Linked DNA regions of Zea mays: all the other regions are linked to region 1. A link is a contact called in public Hi-C data. All regions are on one chromosome and are shown on one strand. The core of a region is the stretch at or near the end of the contact, and the rest is flanking DNA. Distances in the headings are between cores, read along the strand shown.

Evidence for each region. Hi-C and Micro-C count contacts between places; a contact is called where the count stands out from the background.
Region 2: a contact with region 1 is called in a Hi-C map of endosperm, with 2.4 times the contacts expected there. The contact joins the promoter of LOC100278618 here to the promoter of LOC100191382 in region 1. A contact is called at or near these places in 4 of 25 Hi-C or Micro-C datasets (ear, endosperm and leaf).
Region 3: a Hi-C map of leaf shows a contact between it and region 1, with 4 times the contacts expected there. The contact joins the promoter of LOC103651607 here to the promoter of LOC100191382 in region 1. A contact is called at or near these places in 13 of 25 Hi-C or Micro-C datasets (bundle sheath, ear, endosperm and 4 more) and 2 of 3 datasets of contacts at active chromatin or transcription factors (leaf and seedling).

The regions. Positions count from the first base shown.
Region 1 is chr3:231,238,277-231,242,676 of Zm-B73-REFERENCE-NAM-5.0, forward strand. LOC100191382 (Vacuolar protein sorting-associated protein 32 homolog 1) reads left to right here and starts at 2,112. Exons shown (of 8, transcript NM_001136816.1): 1 at 2,112-2,210; 2 at 2,502-2,615; 3 at 3,173-3,272; 4 at 3,806-3,891; 5 at 3,967-4,058; 6 at 4,145-4,259; 7 at 4,346-4,400. The coding sequence starts at 2,532.
Region 2 is chr3:231,437,542-231,441,941 of Zm-B73-REFERENCE-NAM-5.0, forward strand. LOC100278618 reads right to left here and starts at 1,776. Exons shown (of 1, transcript NM_001371662.1): 1 at 924-1,776. The coding sequence starts at 1,768. The coding sequence ends at 1,073. LOC103651612 (CTP synthase) reads left to right here. Exons shown (of 21, transcript XM_008677278.4): 21 at 96-776. The coding sequence ends at 292.
Region 3 is chr3:231,105,205-231,109,604 of Zm-B73-REFERENCE-NAM-5.0, forward strand. LOC103651607 (SCY1-like protein 2) reads left to right here and starts at 2,323. Exons shown (of 14, transcript XM_008677274.4): 1 at 2,323-3,108; 2 at 4,026-4,130. The coding sequence starts at 2,617.

The DNA of each region.
Region 1 (4,400 bases), core at 862-3,361:
ATATGCAGGACCACGAACTATGGCCCATCGCTTCTGTAGTACTCCAAATGTTCGTTCAATGTCTTTTCTAGCAGACTCTTGAACAGTGGCAAAATGTTGAGTCCTCACATCATACGGATGACGGATTGTCTTGACAAACGCTGGCCAGTCCGGATAAATACCATCTGCTAGGTAATATCCTATTTTGTAGGTGTGTCCATTGACGGAGAAACTCACTGGTGGACTATCACCATTAAGATGCGAATCGAACAGGTTTGAACGCTGAAGAACATTGATGTCGTTATAGCTACCGGGCATGCCGAAGTATGCATGCCAAATCCATAAGTCATATGAGGCAACAGCTTCGAGGATCATTGTAGGGTGTTTACCGCGACCGGTAAACATCCCCTTCCATGCAGTTGGGCAGTTACGCCACTCCCAATGCATGCAATCCACACTACCAAGCATACCAGGGAAGCCGCGTGATTCTCCAACTTGGAGAAGTCTAGCGATATCAGCAGGAGTAGGTTTCCTAAGATAGTACCCCCCAAAAGCAGTTTGGATGGCAGTGCAAAAGTGTTTCAAAGCCTCATGTGCTGTAGATTCTCCAATTCGTACGTACTCGTCAACGGCATCCGTAGGAACACCGTATGCAAGGATACGTACGGCAGCAACAACTTTCTGAAGGGCAGATAGGCCTAGCTCACCGGCACAGTTTGGACGTTGAACGAAGTATGAATCCACTTGTTGCACAGCAAGAACGAGACGCTCGAACACATGGCGACACATGCGAAACCTATAATGCAAACTTTTTTAGTACAATTGTCAAGTACGTACTATGGACGTTAATAGATGTGCGTATGAATAAACATACCTCCTCCGAAATTGTGCATCCGTGTAAACCGGTTGGGCGCAAAAGTAGTCCGCTCGGATTCTTGCATCACCACTGATATGGTCACGATGGATTCGAACACGACCGGGAATGGAACCAGCGTACCGACGCTCGTTAAGTGCACGACGCCTACGATGTTGGTACGTCGCAACCTCGAGCTCATGGTCTTCATCTTCCATGTCTTGTGCCATCCTAAGAAAAATATTGGAATCTACGAACTGGTCCATTGTTGTGGATGAGTGTATGTGAAGTGTGAGTGAAGTGTTGAAGTAGTGATTATTTATAGAAGGGATAGGCTTCGGAGAGAAGCCATGCTCTTGTCGTGCAGCCGAAGCTAGACAATGGCTTGTTCAACAAGTGTCGTGGCTTACGGTGGAAGCATGTGAATTCGTAAACATTTTTTTCATACGATTCAAATATTGTGTCACGTTTTTTCCACAATAATTACACACAACATAAAATGCAATGTTATTTATTTTGTACATTTTGAAATTAGTAATGAACCATAGTTTTTAGATTATTATTTGTAATATTATTGATTACTATTTTTTTAGCATCCTTTGAGTACCATTAAATGGGTACAAAACAAAGAAAACAGAAAAAAGAAAAGGAAAAACGAATTCTGTTAACACTGTAGCTTTAGGGGATCGAATTTAGGGGACGTTGCTGGAGACACAGAAGATATAGAGGACATAATCTTTTAGAGTGTCTTGTAAAGTACATGGAATATTCCTTTAGAGCAACTCCAGTAGTTCTCTAAAAGACTTCCTAAATCAATAATTTAGGTAGTTAACATGAAAACTATTCTCCAACAGTTCTCTAAATGAACTTTCTAAATTTAACAACTTGTCATCTAACCTCATCTTCTCTCTACACTTGGCAACCATTTAACAACTCCTAAAACAAAAATGTTGACTGCATTATATAGTTTTTGTGACTTATTTTTTATGTGGATAGATACAAAACAAAATTACAACCTATATTTAGAGAACTATTGGAGAACTCACATTTTTTTTACTACAAAAGCCATTTAGCAACTTCTTAAATCTGTGATTTAGAGAGCTAAAATTTACATGACTATTGGAGTTGCTCTTAGGGGACGAAATTTAGGGGGCGCTGCTAGACACAGCCTTAGTCACAACTCCAACTCGTCTCGGTCTCCTCCCCCGAGGCCTCGATTATCCAAAAACTAACCAAAATACGGAATCTTTCCCGTGTATCCCAACTCTCACCCGATCTCCTCGATAGGCTTTTGTCTCCAAGGCCGCGCTTTCTAACAAGATTCCTCCCCTCCTCTCTCCGATAACGCTAGCCTCCGCCGCCGCCGGCGACGAATCCGGTAAGCCTCCTTGCTTCTGCTAGATACACGGCTGCCAGATTGGTGCGCCCCGCGATTAGGGAAAGGGTCGATTGCGATCAGCCGTTCCTCTGCCTTAGGTCATCGTAGTTGATTAGTCGGCGGTCACTGCTCGGATTGGGCACCCACTGCGCATAGGTGGGGGCTCCACCGTGGAAAAGCTATCCTTTTCCTCTTCAGTTATTTTTGGGTAATGCTTGCAATTGCTACCCGATGAGTTTCTCGAATTAGCTTGTGAAATGACGTTGTTCCAGCTGCTGTTTTGTCTAGCAGGCGTTTTGAGTTTCTGTTGCCAGTGCAGCCATGTCCATGTTCAACAGGATCTTCGGGAAGCCCAAGGAGCAGGCCAACTCCAGTGCCTTGGCCACACTCGACAAGTTAAATGAGGTGACCTTTCTGTTTTTTTTTCTGGCGTATGATTACCTTGTCTCGCTTCCAATAAGGTGTTTTTTGGGGCACATATTGACGTTCTCTTATTTTGGCTGCCTATATATAATTGCGACCTGAGAGTATCCTTCATTTGAATTGAACTGTTAAGGTTTGCAAGCATGACAAAAAAATTCCACCCTTCATTTGAATCGCATGCATGACAAAAATTTCCACCCTTCTACTGTAGTGTCTTTTTTTTTGAACAATTTTTACTTTAGTGTCTTAGAACTCTCACATTTTGTTAACTTCATCTCAACTTGTGGGATGCTTAAGTTCTTCCATGGCATTTGCAAGCACCATCTATCTATGATCAATACCTTTTATAGGCTGATCATTCTTTGATTTGCTTTATTTGCTCCTGAAGTTCTAACATTTTACGAAGGGATCGTTAACTCTTTATATATGTTTAACCAACTAATGAAATATGCTCTTGTTATAGCTGACAATTTGGCACATGTAATTCATATGCCATAGTAAACTACAAAGTTCTAAAAGCTTGCTTTGTTTATATTCAGACTCTTGATATGCTGGAGAAGAAAGAGAAGGTGCTGGACAAAAAAGCAGCCGCTGAGCTTGAGAGAGCCAAGGAGTTCTCCAAAGCTAAGAATAAAAGAGGTGTGCATTGGATTCAAGAAATATGCGCACAGTTACTGTGCTTATCATTATTAGTGTTGTGTCATCATATTGACATGGTAGTTTACTGAAACGAATTTACATTATCCATTGTATTTGTGTATATAAACTTTGTTGGTGCATGGTGCATTGAATCAACAAATAAGTGGGTATTTCTTTTGACACAGATATTGTGCTTGTCATTGTTACTTTTTAGTATTGTTTCACCATGTTGACATAGTATTTTATGAAAACAAGTTTAGTTCTTTATGCACCTGCAATGTATTAGATCCACAGAATGCAAATTCCATGGAACATTATTTGTAGAGCAATTTTCAACTTCTTTGACTTGAAGACCCCATGATCATAACATTATTAGCTAATACAGCTTATGCTTGCTTTATTTTCCCCATTTTTTTTGGCTTGCATGTAAACTAATGTTGACAATCTTTAAATGCTACCAACTTCCTTCCATATGCAATGGAAATTGGATTTACTGAAACTTGTGCTAATACAAATAAACTTTCTCTTAACAGCGGCTATCCAATCCTTGAAGAGGAAAAAACTTTATGAACAACAAATTGAGCAACTCGGAAATTTTCAGTTGAGAATTCATGATCAGGTATATTGGCATTCAAATACTGAGTTTTTTTTACTGTACGCTGTGTGTCAATTGTATAACCCATTTTGTATACAGATGATCATGTTAGAAGCAGCTAAAGCTACAACAGAGACTGTTGATGCGTTGAGAACTGGAGCTGCAGCTATGAAAGCAATGCAAAAAGCAACGTTAGTATTAATATTGAGTCCATTATAGGATTTTATGCACCTGGTCATTCAAGGTCTGAAAATGATTATTTATCATGTCCCTGCAGAAACATTGATGATGTCGACAAGACCATGGATGAAATTAATGAACAGACTGAAAATATGAAACAAATTCAAGATGCTTTGTCAACTCCTCTTGGAGCTTCTGCTGATTTTGACGAGGTAATTCACGGTGGGCATTTGGGATTTGCAACCTTGCAGTGCATTGTTTTCTCTGACACACTAAGCACCCATTACTGAAAAAACAGGATGAACTGGAAGCGGAACTTGAAGAACTGGAAGGAGCAGAGTTGGAATCTCAGC
Region 2 (4,400 bases), core at 526-3,025, 200 kb after region 1:
ATCTGACGCTGAAAATTCTGCACTTGTTCACTTCACAAGCATTTGTGCTGTACTTTTCCATAGAATATATCATAACCAATTTTATGTTTCTGCAGGACTAATTGCAGCTGCATCTGGGCAGTTGGATAGGGTGCTGCAAGACCGCTGCAATGGTCATGTTGGTTCAGCTAAACATGTTCTGAGCAATGGCTCATATACATCCGCAGTACACCAAAATGGGAACCCAAAGAAGCTCACCAATGGTCTCTCAAACGGAACATACTATGCCAATGGCAATGGTGTGCATGCTTAGACCATCAGATGGATGGATCAAGGATTTTGCAACTCTTTACTTCAATTATGCGGTTCCTAATGCATCAGTTTTGTCCGTTCGAGGAAGAAAAAGTTCTTGCGCTCGATGCAGACTGTCTGCTGGGAATAGTGCTCGTTCGGTGGTTTTTAGTTAAAGAACTAAGCTGGATCTCTTTGGAAGGCACGAGACTGGTTTCTGTGTTCGTCTCTACCCTATTGTGTAAGCTAAAGGAGCAGATTTGGGACGGAAGAGTTTACAAGTTGTATATCCTCAAAGAAAAGCTGAATATTTTTATTAACTTAAATTAGGTCTTCAGTGAGGTCGAGAGCTGATGCTTAAAAGTGGGCAGCAGTGCAAGTGCAAGAGAGAGTATTTCGAAATCAGGCAACTCTGTATTTTGATTTTGGACATTTTTTTTGTTTCTTGTGCGCAAATAAGTTGATGCACTGTTGCATGATCATATATCAGTTTTGACTTTAGAATCCATCTTGAGCGCTTGCTTCTCATAATTCCTGCGACTTGCATTGTGGCAATCTAAAACCTATTTAAACCGTGATAAATAAGCTAGTTTATTTTTAACTAAGCTGTGATATAAATTAAAAAGAACGAAAGGGGAGGGAGTGTCTGATACGCAAAATCATCCTATATCACAACAATTTCGAGTTTTTTTTGCCGAGTTGATCGAAATTCCTTGCGGTGCAAAAATACACGAGCATAAAACTTTGCCATCAAGAATCTATCTATGAAAACCGAAAGCTCAATCCGTGACCGTGCAACGGCTCAGGGTTCCCACTCTGAGAGAAGCTTGTCAATCAGCTCCACCAGCTTCCCTGTCTCCTCCGGCTGGCGCATCGCCTGCTCCAGCGCCCACGCTTCCTCGATCCTGGCGTCCTGCAGCATCGCGTCCCGCACCGCCTCCCGCAGCTCCCGCGTGGCCTGCAACCCGTCCGTTGCCATCTCCCTGAGCGCAGCCAGCGCGCCCCTGGGGTCCTCAAGGCGGCAGAGCCCCTCGACGGCGTCAGCGTAGGTGGCGGCGTCGGGCCGGCGCGGGGAGTCCGGGCGGCAGAGCCAGCGCAGCACGGAGGAGGCGTCGCGCGCGCGGCGCAGGGAGAGGAGGCTGCCGAGCAGCGGCGACGCCAGCAGGAGCGGCGAGGGCCGGGCCGGGTGATGGCGCAGCGCGGTGAGGAGCGCGAAGGCAGCGGAGAGTGTCGGAAGCGAGGCAAGGTGCGCGGCGAGGGAATCGAGGGGGAGGCCGTCCTGGGAGCCCGGGAGGAGGAGCGCCGCGGAGAGGAGGCGGCCGGCGGCGGGGACGTGGCCCGCGTAGAGGAGGCGCGGGAGGAGCGCGGAGATCGCGTCCAGGTCGGACGGGGAGAGGGGTTGAGGTGGGGGCTTGGATTGCGGCAGCGCGGTAGCGCAGATGCCGCGAAGGACGCCGGCGAGCGGCGGCGCGAGGCGGATGGGCAAGCGGGGCAGCATCGTCTTCTGGGCTCGGCTCACTCAGGAACGATTCTGAGTCTTTTTTTTCTTTCTGCAGGAGGGCGCGCCGCCGTCAAATGGACGAGCGATATCTCAGATCGAGCGAGAGATGGCCAAACTGGCCGCCGGGCCCGGCCCGGGCCCGGTGAAGCACGGCCCGTTTTGGGTCCGGCCCACTATGCACGGTTAGGAAACGGGGTCGAGCCTTCTAAACCCGCAGGCTCGATTCTCTGTCTAAGCCTGGCCCACAGCGGGCTTAAACGGACAGGGCCGACCCATTTAGCACGAAAAAAGCGGGCCGAAAGCGAGCTAAGCGGACCAAAAAGCATGTTTTAGTGCAAAAAAAGCGGGCTCAACGTGATTAAAGATAAACGGGCTGTGCCGGGCTAGCCCACCATACCTAGTTTCTTGTCCGAGCTCGGCCCGCTTATTCGTGCCGGGCCGGCCCGGGCTCGCATAGAACCGGACCGTGCTGGGCTCGGACCGGACCCAAACAGCGGACTTCGTATCGTGCTCACGGGCCTCGTACTTATTGGCCATCTATAGATCGAGCAGACACTATCAGCTTCCCTATTCTTTGTGCAATTAATGAAGGTGGTCTTTGGTTTTTCTAAACTAATAGTCTCTATATATAATTTTATTTTAATATTTAAATTGTTAAATATAGAAATTAAAACTCTATTTTAATTTTCGTATTTAGCAATTTAGGAACTAAAACACTATAAACATAGTCCATACGAGACACTTTATGAAGTCACTTTTAAATTATCTTTTTGAAAATATTTATATAGAAATCATTTTCTATATATTCTCTGATTCGAAAGTTTTTCTATACTTTGTGTATACTTTAAAGCAAGTACAACAGACCAGCTAAACATCTCGTGCTCGGTAAAATAAACAAAACCCTATGAATATGGCCTCGAACAGGCTTGGTATCAACCTCGTCACTTTATCCCGCTCGGTATCGCCTTGTCGTAGCTGACCATCTTTGGCTAGCCCTCCGGACTCGCCATCGCCCGGCTGTGCGGTCTCTCGCCCTCTTGCTCCCTTCTGTGTGCAACCGCTTTAGTTTCCCGCGTCTTTGTTGAGACCTTGTTGTAGGCTCATGAAGTTCCTTGAGATGGCAGCGTTCCTGAACTGCACGGCTGCACCTAGTGCAACGCAGACATCACGAGGGAGACGGTGAGCAGGGCGCAGCCCAGGAGGCCGCGACGACCGCGAACAGCCTGAGGTCACAAGACGTGACACTCAATCCCACGCCAGCCCTCGACGGATGCTTCTGACGTTGGTGGTGCTTCCTCTGTCGCAACCTCCCGATGTTGGTCACGCCTGGCCTCCAGGGCCGGCCCTCAGGCCCCCAAGGTCTACAGGTTCCTGTTTATTCAGTTTATATCCAAATATATATACGTTACAGATAAATCTCTATTCTCGTTCTTTTGTTGGGTCTATTTGATTTTTTTGAAATCATCTTTTTAAGGTCACGCAACAGTCTGCTTAATGACGAATACTAAATATTGATTAACGTGAGCAGGACGGAAGGTATTGTACACTTGTGCTTGTCGCGTTGCTTAATTCTAGTCTACCAGAGGGCCAACTCTAATAACCTATGTTGCTTAATCATTGTTTAGTTTGTTGAACTTTGTTTTCAGAAAATTTGCTCTAATGTATTAAGATTTGGTTTACTGTGTATTTTAAGGTTTAGGTTAGTTTGACAAATTAAAAGTAAAAATACTCGCTCTCAAAAGTCAAAACAAATGCAGAGTTATATTACATAATTTGTATAATTTTACGACTCATAAAATATTATAAAAGTTTCTTCAGTCATATCATTTTCAATAAAATTGTATAAATTATTAATTTTTTATTTTTCAGATATTATTTAAAAGTTAAAAAATATCATATTTAAATCTTCGTATAGATCCTCCATATAGATTTTTGCTTAGGGCCCCCGAAATATCAGGACCGGCCCTAGCCTCTCGGGCTTCCGGCCTCGGCTCCCCTGCACGGCAGTTGCCGCTGGCGAAGAAGAAGGACCACCGACAGTGGAGGGCAAAGCACCGTCCATTCCCGGCCCATGCTGCTCAGTCAAGACGACTGAGGTGGCAAAAACAGTGAGGTTGAAAAACAAAAACCCTATATCAAATAGAGAGTCTGTTGGCACATCATCCTTTAAGCAAGTTGTCTATTTTAAATAGTCATCTCTAAACTATATATTTAGCTAGTATTTATAGATAAACTGTTAGAGTTGCTCTTATAGAGCAATTATTGCTTTTAACGAACATTTATATTTAACTAGCCAATTTAAAAACTGTTGGAACACAATTTTTTAAATAAAATCCCTATTCGTGACAATTAGAAACGATGGCATTTTAAGGCTGTTTGAATCTACTATAGGTAGACAATAGACTGTTTGGATCCATTGGTTAGAGAAAAGGAACTGATTGAGGTCTTGTTTGGAAGTCACACAGTTTTAAGAAACTATTTTTTATCTTTTAAGTAGTAGAGAATTCAATTTCTATAAATTAAGGCATAAACTGGTATGTTTGAAACCACCTCAATTTTTATAAACCAATTTTTTTAAAAAACCGGATGCTTCCAAATAGATTCTAAGATACGACCTTGGAAACTAGAA
Region 3 (4,400 bases), core at 1,073-3,572, 130 kb before region 1:
CCAAACCAGTCTCTGATACCAATTGAAGGAAACAGGTGATGCCTAAGAGAGGGGGGGTGAATTAGAACTTCTAAAACTTTCTATACACTAGGCCACGATTAAAACCCTAGAGCAAAACCTATGCAATTAATCAAACTAGAATGTGCAAACTAGATTTTGTCTAAGTGTTGCTATCTCTACCGCAATGGCTAAGTTTCAATCTTAACAATATAAGTATAAAGACAAGATTGAAACTTAAATGCTTAATAAATGTGGAAGCTAAAGAGCAAGGTAGAGATGTGGAAGCTAAAGAGCACCACAGTCGAGTAACTCCGTAGAGAGCCACAGGCCTTCTCCACGGGCAAGTGGTGCTCCACTTCCGGCTCCTCTCGGACGCTCCCCGCCGTCTCCACTATCGAGCTCCCAGCTGAAAACGCCACAGGCCTCGTTCCCTCCGGTACACGGTGGCGGTTGTGACACAAACGCAGTTGCCATGGTCTCGCAAGACTTTCGCCCCACTCGGTATAATTACAACAGCTCGCGCAAGAGCCGAGGGGTCGTGTGGTTTTTCTAAACTCGCTCAACTAACTAGGATTCACCTAGAGCAAACGCTAATGCGGTCTAACTAACCTAAGCACTCCGCAAAGCACCTACGCTAATCACCGAGTGATTCTATTAAGCACTTGGGTGTATGAGCACTTGGAAATGTCTACTATATGCCTTGGTATGTTGCTTAGGCTCCCACACCTTGAAATGGCTGGTTGGGTGGTATTTATAGGCCCAACACAATTCTAGCCATTGGAGAAAAGCTGCTGCTCTCTGCGGCAACACTATTCTTTGTTTCTTGGACTTGTTTGATACATGTTGATCTTCACTTGTGATCTTCATAATGTCTTCTTTTGGCATGTTGCTTTCCTCATTGCCTTAGTCCAAGTAACCTTAGCATACTGTGAACTACAAATATAAACACTAGCAAACGCATTAGTCCACAGATTGTGTTGATCATCAAACACCAAAACCTATTGAGCCAAATAGCCCGGGGTTCATTTTCTTTACATCCACCTTGTAACCACCTTCACCGCGAACAAGAGACTTAGGAGCCTCTCCTCCCTCTCTCGCCTTCTTGTAAGCCCTACTACGAGCTTTGATCATCAATGATGCCGGTAGCGCAAGCCGCCGATGACTGGATGTAGAGACGTTCTACCCAAACCAGTATAAATTATGCGCCCATCCTCCCGAGCCTGGAACACGCACAATAAATTTACTTATCGGAGCGAGGTTCGAGACACCGACAACACTGTTTGCAGAGTGGAGTTTGAAATAGGATATGAGATAGAGAATGTGATAGGAGAGATGCTAGAGATAGCCCGATGCAAAATGAGCACAAGAACTAGTCCCTCTAAACAAAAAGTAAAAATATATCTTTCAAATGGGGAAAAATAAGAAAATAAAAATCTATATATCTATATACTCTTATAAAACACCAGTTTTCATGGTCCTATCGCCGTTGTGCGTCATCTAGTGATGTGGACACGGGTTGTTACCTTCTAGATGAGCTGTGAGAAAAACACCTAAGCGAGCATCCGAGCGAGCTACAAAAAAGGATATGTTTTATTTTCAACTCATGCATTTTTGGTCTTTCGGATAAGATAAAGTGCATTATATGTAGTTTATATCTGGTATGTGGGCCATATGTCCACTTTAATTTTATTTTTTCACGGGGAGGGCTCACCATACTAGCTTGCCACTGGACTCTCTCACATGTCATATAGTCGTTGCACTGTACCATCAATATGATTGGTGTGCCACCACAACTCACTAGCACATTGAACGTAGATAAAACAATGCTGAAATTAGGGTTGAAAATGACCGAAAACAGTCGAAAAACGATATCATCTATAAAAAATGATTGTAGATTAATCGAAAATTTACTCGATTTTATAATTAATCTACTTATTGACGACTACAATACGATGTCCATAGGTATTTGAAATTCAAATTTTAAATATAATAATTTTCAAAAACGATATTGACTTTAGAAAACGATACAATTATGAGGGGCCGGATACGGGATTTTAGAAAACGGTTTTCAGGCCTAGCTGAAATAGAAGTTTCAGAGAAGTAGGAGAGGAGACTAGGAGAGGACCGCGACGCCTACCAACTACCGCATTCCAGCCGTCCATCTCGGCCAAAACCACATAAAACCAACGGTTAAGATTGAACCAACATTCCCCTTCTGGTCCCCTTCGTGACGAAGCATCGTCCTCCATTCCTCCCATCGCTCGCGGTCTCGCATGGCACGAGCTGCAGAAAACCGATTAAAAAAACCAAAAAACACACCCGTAAAGTAATTAAACCAAGGAACAATTGGATCTATATCATTAAAAGATCCAAACTTTAGATATATACCATGGACCCCATATGTCATTGACTCATGTGGACCCACATGTAAGTGAGATAGTAATGGTATGGATCCAAAGTGATGATCTTTTAATGGTATGATCCAAATTTCCCTTAAACCAAACACGCGCTGCCACCGACCGATCAGGCGACCCCGCTCCAAGAGGAAATCCACCACCGCGGCCGGGGCCTCCCAGATCTCGCTGGAGGCAGCGGCAGCGGCGGCGGTGGGGGGCGATGGCGCTCAACATGAAGACCCTGACGCAGGCGCTGGCGAAGGCGTCGGCTGTCATCGAGAAGACGGTGTCCACGACGGTGCAGGAGGTGACGGGCCCGCGCCCGCTGCAGGACTACGAGCTGCTGGACCAGGCCGGGTCCGGCGGGCCGGGACTCGCGTGGCGGATCTACACGGCGCGACCGCGGGACGGCGCCCCCTCGGCGCCCTACCCCGTCGTCTCCGTCTGGGTGCTCGACAAGCGCGCCCTCGCCGAGGCACGGGCGCGGGCGGGGCTGTCGAAGGCGGCCGAGGACGCCTTCCTCGACCTCGTCCGCGCCGACGCGGCGCGGCTCGTGCGCCTGCGCCACCCGGGCGTGCTCCACGTTGTGCAGGCGCTTGACGAGACCAAGGCCGCCATGGCCATGGCCACTGAGCCCGTCTTCGCCTCCGTAGCTAACGCGCTCGGGTGCCTTGACAACGTCGGCAAGGTGCCCAAGGAGCTCAAGGGCATGGTACGACTGACGTCTCTTGTTTTTGTTTGACTCTGTGTGTCTGTCTATGTTCTATCTAGCATCGACCTTAAGCAATTACTAATTTACTGCTGGATAGCCACAAGAAAAAAAGAGCAAACCCAGTTCCGTAGGCTCCCACCACATGAGCGGGGTCTGGTGAAGGGATAAACCGAGACAAACTTTCCTTCGCAAATGCGAAGAGCTGCTTCAAACTCTCGTTGCTACTTTGCATTCAATACTGGTTACCATGTTAAGGCGGTTAGTGTTGGTATGTGAGTTGAAAACTGGCAATTGTTTCATGTTTTGGTTGTTCATGCAATTATTGATTAGCAAATGCCATAGAATAACAGAGGCACGATCTAACATGATACCGTTTATGTTTCTAATGCAGCATTTGTCAGTGTCACATCCAAAAAAGCCGCTAAATGAGTGTAATATTTGTACTCCTAAAATTTTGCAATAAACCTTCCTAAAAATGGAGTCCTTGTTCGTCAGACGTATAAAAAATCGTAATATTTCCTCGGTCCCTCGGAGTTCGCATAGTTATTTTACTTCATAAGTTATACTCCACTGATTTGTAAAAATCTTCCAAGATTATCTGACCTCACTTGTTACACTGCCCCTGCCACAGATCCATTGGTGTTTGGTAGGACTTTAGATAACCAGAATTGTATTTAAACATGAGGTTTGACTGAGATTCTTGTGGATTTCGACTCTTAAAACTTTTAGCTCTACAATCTGGTATCTTGAGCTGGAACTTCTCCTGTCATATAAGTGGCGATTGATGCCTGTAGATTCTACATTCCCTGCATTTCTGTGTATTGAGTGGTGCCCTAGTCATGACACTTGATTGTATAGCCAAACCATGATCATATTTTTCAGTTCAACAATTTGCTAATTTCTTTCTTGTGTTTAAGGAAATGGGACTACTTGAGATTAAACATGGACTGCTACAAGTTGCAGAGACGTTAGATTTTCTTCATAACAATGCTCATCTTGCCCATCGAGCTATATCGCCTGAGGTTAGTATGCATCGCCATTCTTCTGCCTTATAATTTTCTGCTTGTTCCTTTTCTGTTACTGATATAATTGATTTGCTCTGTCATTTTCCTATTACAATCCCATAGTTTTTGTGTTCTTTTGTCATTTTAACATAGTTATTCTGCCTTGCCGGCTTGCCGCAGTCCCCCTTGGTGATCCTAAGGCCACTCTGATTTAGGCTTGCTGTGCAGTATATGATGTTTTTTTGTACTTAGTGTCTGTTTGGATCCCATGAGCTAAAGTAAAAGTGA